2 separate regions of the Sus scrofa genome follow, and region 1 is linked to region 2. Evidence: chromatin contacts called from public HiChIP or PLAC-seq data. All regions are on one chromosome and are shown on one strand. Each heading gives the region's core, a stretch centred on a gene start, on an enhancer-like site or on the middle of the called end of the contact. The rest is flanking DNA. Distances are from core to core; before and after follow the strand shown.

Region 1 (5,364 bases), core at 2,351-4,850, 84 kb after region 2:
GCACAGAGTAAGTTGAACAATCTAAATACTAAATTAAATACTAATGAATACAATATTAATGATAATTTATCATGCCAACTTTGGTCCAGATTTTGAGAATTATTCCAACATTTAATTTTTCCCATGAATATCCTGATACTAGGAATCCACTAAATGTTTAGGTGGCCTCCCATGAGGCTAAATCAAACAACTAGCTGCCCAGATGCTATGCTTTGTTGAGAACTATAGACAGAAAGGCAAGCATCTGACAACAAAACCCATGCCATAACCTTCAACCACACTGAGTGCACTCTGGATGGTATCATTTTAGAATTTTAAAAATTAAGACTTCAATAATGATGACTTTGTAAAGAGAAGAAATTAATACTCACCAGGTTTAAAAAACAAAGGGTCATTTTTAAATAATCGTAGGGATTCAATTGAATTTTCAAACTTTTCTTTCAAATACAATTCACCTTGTTCAAAATCATTTTTCTTCTTGCAAGGTTTTGAATTCCGGCTCTTGGCTTCATTATCTTGCTCTATCTTAGTTTTAGCAGCAAAGTCATTCTTTTCATTACTTTTGCCTCCTTTTTCTTTTAAGTCTTTTTCCTGGTCAGATTCTGTCTCTTTCATCATCTTCAAAGCTTTATAAGCTTTCTCTTCTTTCACCTTTTTCATGTCCTTTTCATAATGACGAATTCCACTTAAGTGGGAAATCAATAATCTTGTTGTGACAGAAACCTGATTGTAAAAACATGAAAATTCAATCACTATATTAAACTGTATAATAAAAAGTCAGCGGTCTTGGAATAATGTCTCAGCAGTATCTTCCATTTTAAAATTCTGCTGGAAAAAATGTTACATACACACCTTCAGCCTCAAATTTCAGAAAAACACCCACTTGGTTATTATCCGGATAAAACAACTTTAATCCATTAATAATAATTACAGACAAGCCAAAGAATCTTATGAAACCTTTAAACCACTTAAATGTCATTAGAAAAATGAACTGTGAGCTTCATCACCTTTTCACCTTCATATTCTTTTTCTGGGAATTCAGGAACATAATGTTGTACTGGAATATCAAGATCTAGTTTCCCTGCTTCCCATAATTTTGCAAGAGCAACCATGGTGAGGCTTTTGCTGATACTGGCAATTCTCATAACTGTCTCTGGCTTGCATGGTACACGGTTCTCAACATCAGCATAACCTAAACCTTTGGGGGAAAAAAGTGAAGAGTCATTATTAACAGCTGCTTCATGGTCAAAGGAGTCTTCAAAATTGGAAACAATACCAGCTTAAAACATTCTATGTGTTTATATAAAGGAAAAGGTATTCCACTTTTATAAGTTAATTAAAACTAAACATATAAGGGATGAGAGTTTTAGCAATACTTACAACAGTAAGCCTAACAATTTAACCTTATAACTAAACTGAAATTGTACCCTGTTCACAAGAGTGATTTTCTGATTCAGTTAATAACTTTTCCTAGCTTATCTAAACGATTTGGTTATTCCACATTTTAAATAAATTATTTCACATGCTTTAAGAAAAATATCACTGTTCTTCAAGTTCTATTTATTCTTGGTTTTTTAAGTGAGTTTCCACTAAATTCCTTAAAATAACTACCAATAGAAATAAATGTGAAAAGATGTCCTGCAAATCCAATCTAGCTAACAATCAATTTAACTCAGCTGCAAATCAGAAGAAATACAATGTACTACTAATTTAAAGCACCTTCTAGAAAACGGTTTAAGTCAAGCTTCACCCTCTGTAGGATAAAAGTGTGGAAATCTAAGAAATACATAGAATTGAGATCTGAAAAGAATGAAAAGACATACAATAATTATTTTCAACTGTAAATGTAGATTATGCTGAAAAATATTTTCACAAAAAAAGCCCTCACAGGGCTGATATTTATAGAATTTTTTATTACATTATCTTTCATAAATCAGGTATGTTAATTGGGCTAGGTTTAAACTTAGGGAAAGAATCATATTTCTTCGAATTCAAAAGTTTACAGTTCCTATCAACTGCTAAAAGTACTACTTTCTCTAAGTGATGTCTGAAACAACATTTCCTAAAGGTAGGGTTCCTAAAAACCTGCTATGACCAGATGGATCAATTTGTGTGCAAAGGAAAAGTAAGTTAAATTATAAAATAAGTTTTAAAGTATCATAGAATGATTAGAAATCTCTCTTCCAAAGCTGCTTTTTGTTTGAAAAAAATACCTGACACTTCTGCATGGTTTTTGGGTTTTTTTTTGCTTTTGTTAAGTAGATCGCAAACTCATTAAGGAAAAGGAATTGTGTATATTCCCAGTTATTACTACAGTGCATTTTACAAACTAAGGAACTCAATAAATTGTTGAGTGAATTAGAAAAGAAAAACACAAAATCCTGACAGTTTGTCTACTCGTAAGAGTTATCTACAAATGTGCAGTTAACAGGCTATTATATACACAATTTTGAGAACAATAAAACCAGTCTTATAGGAAAGTGGGAGTAGAAACGAATGATCCTTAAGACCCCAACTTACTCATCAGAGTCAATTTTAAACCTTATTGTTTACAGAAAGTCCGATTCTGTTAGATATGTTTTCTCTATAGTGTGTATGGTTTTATGAAAACTGAACAGAATTTTACGGTATTCACTCCATTGAGTAACACATCAAGATTTCATTCGCCGACTGGCACAAAACAAGGCTATAAATAAAACCCTTCTGAGCCCACCTTCTGACCAAACTTCTTTTCCATCCACAGAGACTCCAACCACTATTCCTGGCGCGCCCACCTCATCCTAAGAGCAGAAAGGAGAGTACAAACACAGACCGAAACAGACACCTTGCACGTCCGCCAGCAACTTCGTCTGGGGCTTTCCCTTGGCCCCGCCCCACTGCCCCGCCTCCCCGGCAGGGCCCCGCCCACCTCGGCTCATGCCTGGCGGGAGCTAACCGTGAGGGGTGTGCTCGCTGGGCACACAGGGGGGAAGGGGTGGTTCCGAGGCGGGCGGTGACCTCCGCCCCAACTTGGGCAACCCCCCAAGTGCGTCTAACCATGGCCAGGAGGTCGGGAAACGGGAAGTCTTTCTCGGAAGCCGGTCGTGGGCATCCAGCCACCCGGGGTGGGGCCCGCTCGCCCCGAGAGGTGACCACCAAGGGGTCTCATTCCCCGGTGATGCCGGGGGTGGGGCGCTGGGTCCCCAGCCGCCTACGCCCCCCGTCGCCGCACCTTGATCCTGTGCAGGAGGTCGCGGCTGCTGTCGATGGCTCTGGCGAAGCGCCTGGCGTGGGGCGGCACCGGGGTGTGCGGAGACCACGGGGCGAGGGGCTGCTCCTGAGGCGGCAGCGGCTCGCTTAGAATCGGCGACTCGGGGTCGGGGGCCGCAGGGGGCGGCGCAGGGGACGCGCCCCTCAGCCCTCCTGCCAGCTTCATACCAAGGGCCAGCCCCAGCCCCAACCCAAGGCCCCCGACCCAGCCGGGGCCGAGCTTCGGCAGCCCGGCGCGCTGGTGGGCAGCGCGCCGCCCGCAGCCCCAGGCGCAGCCTCTGGGGGTCGCGGCCCGAGCCGGCACGGCTGACAAGAGCCGGTACATGGCGTCTCCAGCGGGCTGGCAGCTTCTGAGCTAGCGCAGGCCAGGAGGGCAGCGTAGGCGCGGGGTGGGGAGGGGAGGGGAGGGGAGAGGGAAAGGGGTGGCTACCGCATTCAGACCTTAGCAGTCGAGGGCCGAGGGCCAGAGCGCCGATCGCATGGAGTGCTTCCTCCTTTTCCCTTTCACATTGCCTCCACTCTAGATATTTCCTCATCTTTGTGCCCCGCACTTTCCCCCCGCTGCTTCCTCTTAGATCTAGTGTCTCCTCCTCAGAGAAGCCTTTCTAGTCTCTGTCCTGTTTGGAGTTTTCGCCACACCTAGACCTCCAGTGTGCACAACTGCCGTAATAAGATTTAACACTTTGTTTTACTAATTTACAAACTAATTTGATTCTTTACCAGATTGTGACCTCTGGAGAGCCTTGACTGCTACATTTGGTACATCTGCTCTTGGAACTGCGCTTGGCACACAGCAGCGGCTCAGCAGGGATCCCCTTTCCTCCCAGAACCCTCATCTCTCTTGCTATCACTATTCTTTGTCTCATATAGACTCCTTCCATTTCCCCTAACACCCTTTAAAATTTCTTATGGCTGTCTAGCTCCACACCACATCAAACATTTGTTATATTCAGTCCTTATATTAATTTTTTTTATTTTGCTGTGAAAAAGTTTTAAATAAAATTTACACTTAAAAATTCTAATCCGGGAGTTCCTGGTAGCTCAGCGGGAACGAATCCGACTAGTAACCATGAGGACGCAGGTTCAATTCCTGGCTGGAGTAAGGATCCAGTGTTTCAGTGAGCTGTGGTGCAGGTCGCAGATGTGACTCAGATCTGGCATGGCTGTGGCATAGGCCTGCGGCTGCAGCTCTCATTCGACCCCTAGCCTGGAAACCTATGCTGCAGGTGCGGCCCTAAAAAGACCAAAAAAAAAAAAAAAAAAATTTAATCCAGGAGTTCCCGCTGTGGCACAGTGGGTTAAGAATCCGACTACAACAGTTCAGGTAGCTGGGGAGGTGCAGGTTTCATTGTTCATCTGTGCAGTGGGTTAAAGGCTCCCTCCAGCGTTGGGGCAGCTGTATGATAGGTCCCAGTTGTGCTGGGATTCAATCCCTGGCCTAGGACTTCCATATACTGTTTTTGCCGCCATAAAGAAAAAAAACCCAAACAAACCAAATGTAACTTGTACAATTTAGTTAACTATGATTCCTGACAACTGTAGATGATCGGAGATTTTTTTTTTTTTTTTCCTTTTACTGCTGCACCTGTGGCATATAGACATTCCCAGGCTAGCGGTCCTTTGGGAGCTGCAGATGCAGGCCTAGCCATAGCTGCCCCAACACTGGATCCCAGTGCATGAGCACCCTACACCCCTACACCCTGAAGCTTGCCAAAATGGATCCCTAACCCATGCAGTGAGGCCAGGGATCAAACCCGCCTCCTCATAAACACTATCGCCAGTTCTTAACTGGCTGAACCACAATGGGAACGCCAGAGGTTCTTGTGAAATAATAAGTCCAACCTCAAATTACTACAAAGTGTAAAATGTGTATAATCCTATCAAACAGTTAATGATATGTTAATTTTGAAGATAAACATCCATTCCAATTTTATAATTTTCTTTTTATACTTTGGGATATACATATAATTTTATATATATTACACATAATATTATATACTGTTTATTTTAAATATTTTATTTTAAAAATTATTCAATATTAGTCTAAATATTAAATTATTTAAATAATACATATATATTTCCCAAAGATTTGTGAAACTTATAGGCCTTAGGTAT
Region 2 (5,917 bases), core at 209-2,708:
TTCAGTTTACACTAAGTTAAGAGATCCTGTTACCTGAATACATCTTCGAAAAAGTAGGAAGGACAGCTCCTGGCCAAGACTGGAAAAATCAGAATCAACTGAAAGTAACTGGGGGGTATATGGCATGTTGTGATCCATTTAGCAAGTAATAACTAAAACCAAAGGAAAATGTACAGGGATGCAGATAGAACCTAAGATCAATTCCTCAGCTGAGAAGTTACTAAACCTTCAAGGCTAAGAATTTTGAAAATTGTCAAGTACAGCTTCTCAGGAGATAGTGAAGGAATGAACCAAATGTTCCTGACCACACCATTCCCAAAGTCACCAATTCTCTTAATGCTGATTTAACACTCACAGAATAATTTAAAACTCCATAGACAGTATCCCATTACTCGTCATTTTCTGCTCTTTCTCCTGCACTTTATCCAAAGAGAGAAAATGGTAACCAGTGCTCCCAGTTACTGGAGAAAGTCCTACTCTCCATTTCCTCACCCTTTCCCATCTCTGCTCCACTCAGCCTCTCTACTGTATATTCTGCTTCCCTTTTTCCTTTCTGTTTCACACTCAGCTCTCCTTTACTTTCTCCAACAAGTATCCTCATTCTATTCTGTCCTCTGGTGTCCTAAACTCTTCTCCTACCTGCAGTTTTCTTCTGCCCCTTCCCATGATATCTCTGACCAGATTTCTTGTAACCAGTGCCCCTCATCGCTCACCTCCTGATCACTCATTCCCCTGAATCCTGCTCGGATTCCCAGGTTCTCACCTCTCTTGTCCCTTGTGTCCTCTGTCCCTTTACTTCATGGACCTCCCATTCCCATTCCCCTAACCCTTCATTTCCCCCTTCACATTTCCTTCCTCCTTCCTGTCTTTCAATCCGTTTCACACCCACTACCCTTTATCTCTCTCCAGGAGGTTTCCTGTGTGCCCCCCCCACACACTTTGTCCCTCTAAGACGCCTCCCTGTCACACTCCCAACTCTCTCATTTCCCCAAATACCCCTAGTCCTGTTCCTCTGGTTCCCCTTCCCCTTCCTTTACCCCCAAGTTCCTCCCTTCAACCTCTCCCCCCACACACCAGCTCATGTCCCCGCCTGCCCCTTTCCCACGGACCTCGCCGCCCTGCCGTTCCCAGGGTCCCCTCCCTGGGGCTCCCGAGCCACCCCCCCGCACGCTCTCGGCCCCTCGCACCCGCCCCCCATTTCTCACTCCCCGTCCCCGGCCGCGTCCCCTCCCTCACCGATGGTGGAGATGAAGGTGGTGTTGAAGGCGTCCTCGGAAAAGCGGAATAGGAGGCAGGTCTTGCCCACGCCCGAGTCGCCGATCAGCAGCAGCTTGAACAGATAATCATACGTCTTCGCCATCTTCTCTCTCCGGCCCTCTGACCGGGGAGCGAAAGGAGCGGCAGAGAGAGGCGGGGAGGGTGCCGCGGGCCAGGGGGCGTGCCCGCTGAGCCACCGATCGCCCCGCCCCTCTCCCCGCCCCCTTCCTCGGAGACGGCCTGCGCGCCCCGCCCCTCGTGACCAATCCTCGGGGTTTTCGTCATCACCGCCGGTGCCCCCATGCTGTATGGGATCTGTAGTTCTTTGAGGAGCTACGGGCGTTCCCCCGGCAGGCTGTCCCCGGGCCCCCAGAGGATAAAAAGAAGATCCGTTCTGGGCGGGATGATTGGGGATTAGGCGTTTCCACTTGAGCTAAGATGTGAGGCCAGGTTTCCAACTCCGCAGGTCGCGCCACCGGAACTTAACTTCGTCTATTCTTTGTGTGCCAGCGCCTTTCAATTCCAGGACCTCGGAATCGGAGTCCTTCGGTTCCCTCATCTCTTCTACTGGGACCCAGAACTGAGATGCTTTCTCTCCTTCACGCTGCCGTGGCGCAGCCTGTGGATTATCTGCAGAGCGCCTTATCTGGCTTTTCCTGCAGTTCCTGCCCAGCACCACGTCTAAGCCCTCTCCTGCAGACCCTCAGTTATAGAGCTTGAAAAGAATGGTTGCCGTTCTAACTTGAACCCCACTCCTGTTCTCCTTACGCCTCCAGAGCAGAACCAAGTACAGTGGGTAATTTAGAGGATCTGCTGTGCATACCGCTTACCCCACTCCCCCACCACCCGCAGCAGGATGGACCAAAAAAAAAAAAAAAAAAAAATCGGGGAAATGAAATTTTTAAGGCTTCTGTTACAGGTCTTGCCCTATAAAATTGCAAGCATCGTGCAATAGAGGAACTACGAACATGAGAATCTAGAGGATAAGATTTGGATTTTGTCTTGTTTCAGCAGCTTACCAACACACAGGCTCTCTGCACCTCAGTTTTCTCATCTGAAAAAACAAGCTGTTTCATAGGGTTGTAGGAAAAAAATAAGTGAGGTACTGAATGTGAAAGCACTTTGAAATCCTCAAGGCATTGTAGAAATGTCGGTGATGATGGTTACCTTCTTCAGCCTTCTGTGGTTCTCTCTTAATGGATGACAAATGGAGGACAGCAGCCTTCTGTTATACCCAACTTAATCCTTTATTTACTGTCTTAGACTATTATTCTTTGTTTTGTGAATGTATGGGTCCAGGCCTCTCTCACTCACTAGTGGCAGAAACCCAACCCCTAATGAGGAGGGATTCTGCCTTTTGGCACAGGCTGAGCCTCCCTGCCCCTGCCAGTTCTTGAACACGTCTGTGAATCTGGCCTCAGCCAAGGCCGAAGAAATGTGGACAGCTCAGTACTATACCTTCCTCTTCGTTCTGGAAAAGAGGGGAGGAAAAAAAAAACCCTTCAAAGACCACGGGAATCTTCTTTCTTTTATAAAATATGTAGTGATTAAAATAACTTGTAGTTGCTCTAGCTACACACAATCATTGGCATTCTCTCTCTGTATGAATAAGAACCCACTGACTTGGGAATTCTTTTGTGCTAAAGCGGGTTAAGGATGTGGTGTTGTCACTGCAGCAGCTTGGGTAGCTGCAATGGCGTGGATTTAATCCCTGGCCTGGGAACTTTCATATGCCGTGGGCATGGCCAAAAAAATTTTTTAAAAGAACACACTGATGTGGCAAAGAACTGAAATTCATAAGAGAAGCTAGGGTTAGGAATTTTAAAGTCCCTAAGTTTCCTTAGGGGAATTTTGTTAATTGATGGAAATTTTAAAAAGTTTTTTTTAGTCTTGTTTTCACTTCCCCAGTTTTTTCTATTAGCAAATATATATATCATTGGGACTTTCTAGCTAATAAGTCTATGCACCACTGTTGAACCATTCAAGCATTTTGATATATTGACACTACTTCGAGAAGAATATAATATTTTGCTTTTCTGAATTATGAATCTTCGTATTTAGTATAACAGCATGTTACTTAAAGATCAGATTTTGGTGGTAGTAACTACTACTGAATCAAGGCACTTTGCTCCAGAGACTGGACAATATGCATATTCGTATAGCTGAGGGTACCACAAGTACCTTCAGCTGGTTGCCACTTTCTTTCCTTTCTCCAAGTGGCATGTTACTGTGTTTTGAGAAAACCACATCAATATTTCTTGCCAGTTGCTCAAACTCACCCTTGCAATGCTGCATCATGCAGAACACTAGGCAGACCAGCACTTTCTACTTGATGCTGTAAATGTTTATTGAAGCCTTTGATAAGGTCAGCATGTACATGGCAGCTTGACTTACAGAAATCTAGCTGTCCAAGGAGTTTCCCCTGCTGCGGTTTTTGTCTGGTCAGCACTCTTTCTTCCTGCTTTGGGGAAGCTTCTCCTCCCCCACTGGTGGCTGTGAATTATGGTAAATTATTCCTTTGGCCACAGAGGTGGGCATATGGCCAGGCAAGGTCAAACTGAATCCTTCCTTGTGAATTTTTTAATGATGGTGATGATGCTGAAAGGACGTCTCTCTGATGTGAGGTCTATGTGAGCTTCAGGCTGGTTTGACCAGCGCTCTAGTTCATTTTCCTGTATTATTTTGTTACTGCCCTCCTCTATATGTTTACTTTGTTCCCAATCTGGCTTTCGTCATGGTAGCAAGGAGGACTGCCATGTTGCACAATTCCAAGGGCCATTATTCACTTCTTACAGTAGTTTATTCATCTCTGGGGTCTTTGACCCCCAAGAATCTACAAACATATTCGTGAGGGCCTGTGTGTTCTCTAGGCAAATCTTCAAATTAATTCGAGTATTCTTGAACTGGTTTAACTTGCTGCAAGAAGAGTTCCTGTTGTGGCACAGCAGAAACTTATCCGACTAGTAACCACAAGGTTGCAGCTTCTGGCCTCGCTCTGTGGGTTAAGGATCTGGCATTGCTCTGAGCTGTGGTGTAGATCGCAGATGTGGCTCAGATCCTGCATTGCTGTGGCTGTGGTGTAGGTCGGCAGGTGCAGCTCCAATTCAACCCCTAGCATGGGAACCTCCATATGCCACAGGTGCAGCCCTAAAAAGCAAAAAATAAAAATAAATTGCTAAGTGAGAGACATGTCACCTTTCTTAGTCGCTCATGTGAAATTAAATTTGATCCCTACTTGTCCAGGGCTGGCAAAACTGGTACCAATCATTATTAGGAATTTTCCTCCCCTTAATTGTATCCTATAAGAATCCAAGTGCTTACATGGCCCTGAAACACTAGGGGCAAATCAGCCTCTGGTCATCAGTCTGCTGATGCTTCTGTCCAACCACCCTTGGGTTCTTGTCCTCTGCCATCTGTTGAGCACAGCTGTCCCGGTGGGCTACAAAGATGTCCTTCATGGTGATTATTTTCACTGACTGATGACTCAGCCATCGAATAAGTTCTCTCTGTATTATCTAATAGTTTGTATACTTCTTTGTCTTCTCCCTTAAAACTTGTGATCTTTGAGGACAGGGACACTGCTGATGTTTCACTGTGTCCCTAGCATGCCTACCATGATGTCTTACACATGGTAGGTACTCAAGTTGTTGAATAAATAAACGAACATCTGACTATCACGCCAGTAGCCTAGGTATTTTTAAACCTCTGGGACACCTTCAGTTTTTTATTTGCTATTAGAGCTAGGTATTTTTAGCCTCCCCAATACCTTTCTGGTTGTACTCTATCTTGTATTTCAATGTTATTCATTCTCTAAGCATATTATTTATTGTTGTGTTTTAAAAAAATCAGTGTGATTATATATTATTGCTCTAGCTTGTCAAGATTGTATTGAATGATAACTCCCCAAAAATACCAGTTTCTCTTATCAACTGCATGTCATCCAAAAAACATGCTATTTGTTTAGTGATAATCCAGTAGGATAATTCTATAATTATCTTCATCAGAGAAGGATACACTGTACTCTTTCTACCCACTGATATTTCCTACATGATCACTGGTTGAATAATGTCCACTCAAACAAATATTCATTAAGCTCACATTTTGAAACCAGCTCAGCAAAGCCACCTGGATACAAAGGTATCTATCATGTGGTCCCTGCCTTCAGTTTGCTCCCCAGGTAATTGAGGGGAAAGCCCACAAGTGAAAAGTCCAGTGATAAATAGAAGGCAGCTATCTGACTGACACACAGTTCATTGATTTTGATGGGTCAAGCGTTCATTCTGATTGGTTGGCTTTTAATTCGGATTGATCAGGCATCCGATCTGATTGGTCAAGTGCTCATACCACACTGATTGTTAAATATTTTGCACAACACCACTAGCTGTAAAAGTTAAATGAAAATGACATGATAGGAGTTCCCATCGTGGCGCAGTGGTTAATGAATTCGACTAGGAACCATGAGGTTGCGGGTTCGGTCCCTGCCCTTGCTCAGTGGGTTAACGATCCAGCGTTGCCGTGAGCTGTGGTGTAGGTTGCAGACGCGGCTCGGATCCCGTGTTGCTGTGGCTCTGGTGTAGGCCGGTGGCTACAGCTCCGATTCAACCCCTAGCCTGGGAACCTCCATATACCTCGGGAGCGGCCCAAGAAATAGCAACAACAA

Evidence for each region. HiChIP or PLAC-seq counts read pairs in DNA pulled down with a chosen protein or histone mark.
Region 1: an H3K27ac HiChIP or PLAC-seq map of alveolar macrophages shows a contact between it and region 2. The contact joins the promoter of LACTB here to the promoter of RAB8B in region 2. A contact is called at or near these places in 8 of 47 Hi-C or Micro-C datasets (embryonic fibroblasts, heart right ventricle, liver and 3 more) and 2 of 2 datasets of contacts at active chromatin or transcription factors (alveolar macrophages and skeletal muscle).

Annotation. Positions count from the first base shown.
Region 1 is chr1:108,920,885-108,926,248 of Sscrofa11.1, forward strand. It overlaps LACTB (lactamase beta), which reads right to left and starts at 3,601. Exons shown (of 6, transcript NM_001243362.1): 1 at 3,212-3,601; 2 at 2,714-2,780; 3 at 1,008-1,198; 4 at 372-723. The coding sequence starts at 3,574.
Region 2 is chr1:108,838,764-108,844,680 of Sscrofa11.1, forward strand. RAB8B (ras-related protein Rab-8B) reads right to left here and starts at 1,459. Exons shown (of 8, transcript XM_001929029.7): 1 at 1,237-1,459. The coding sequence starts at 1,360.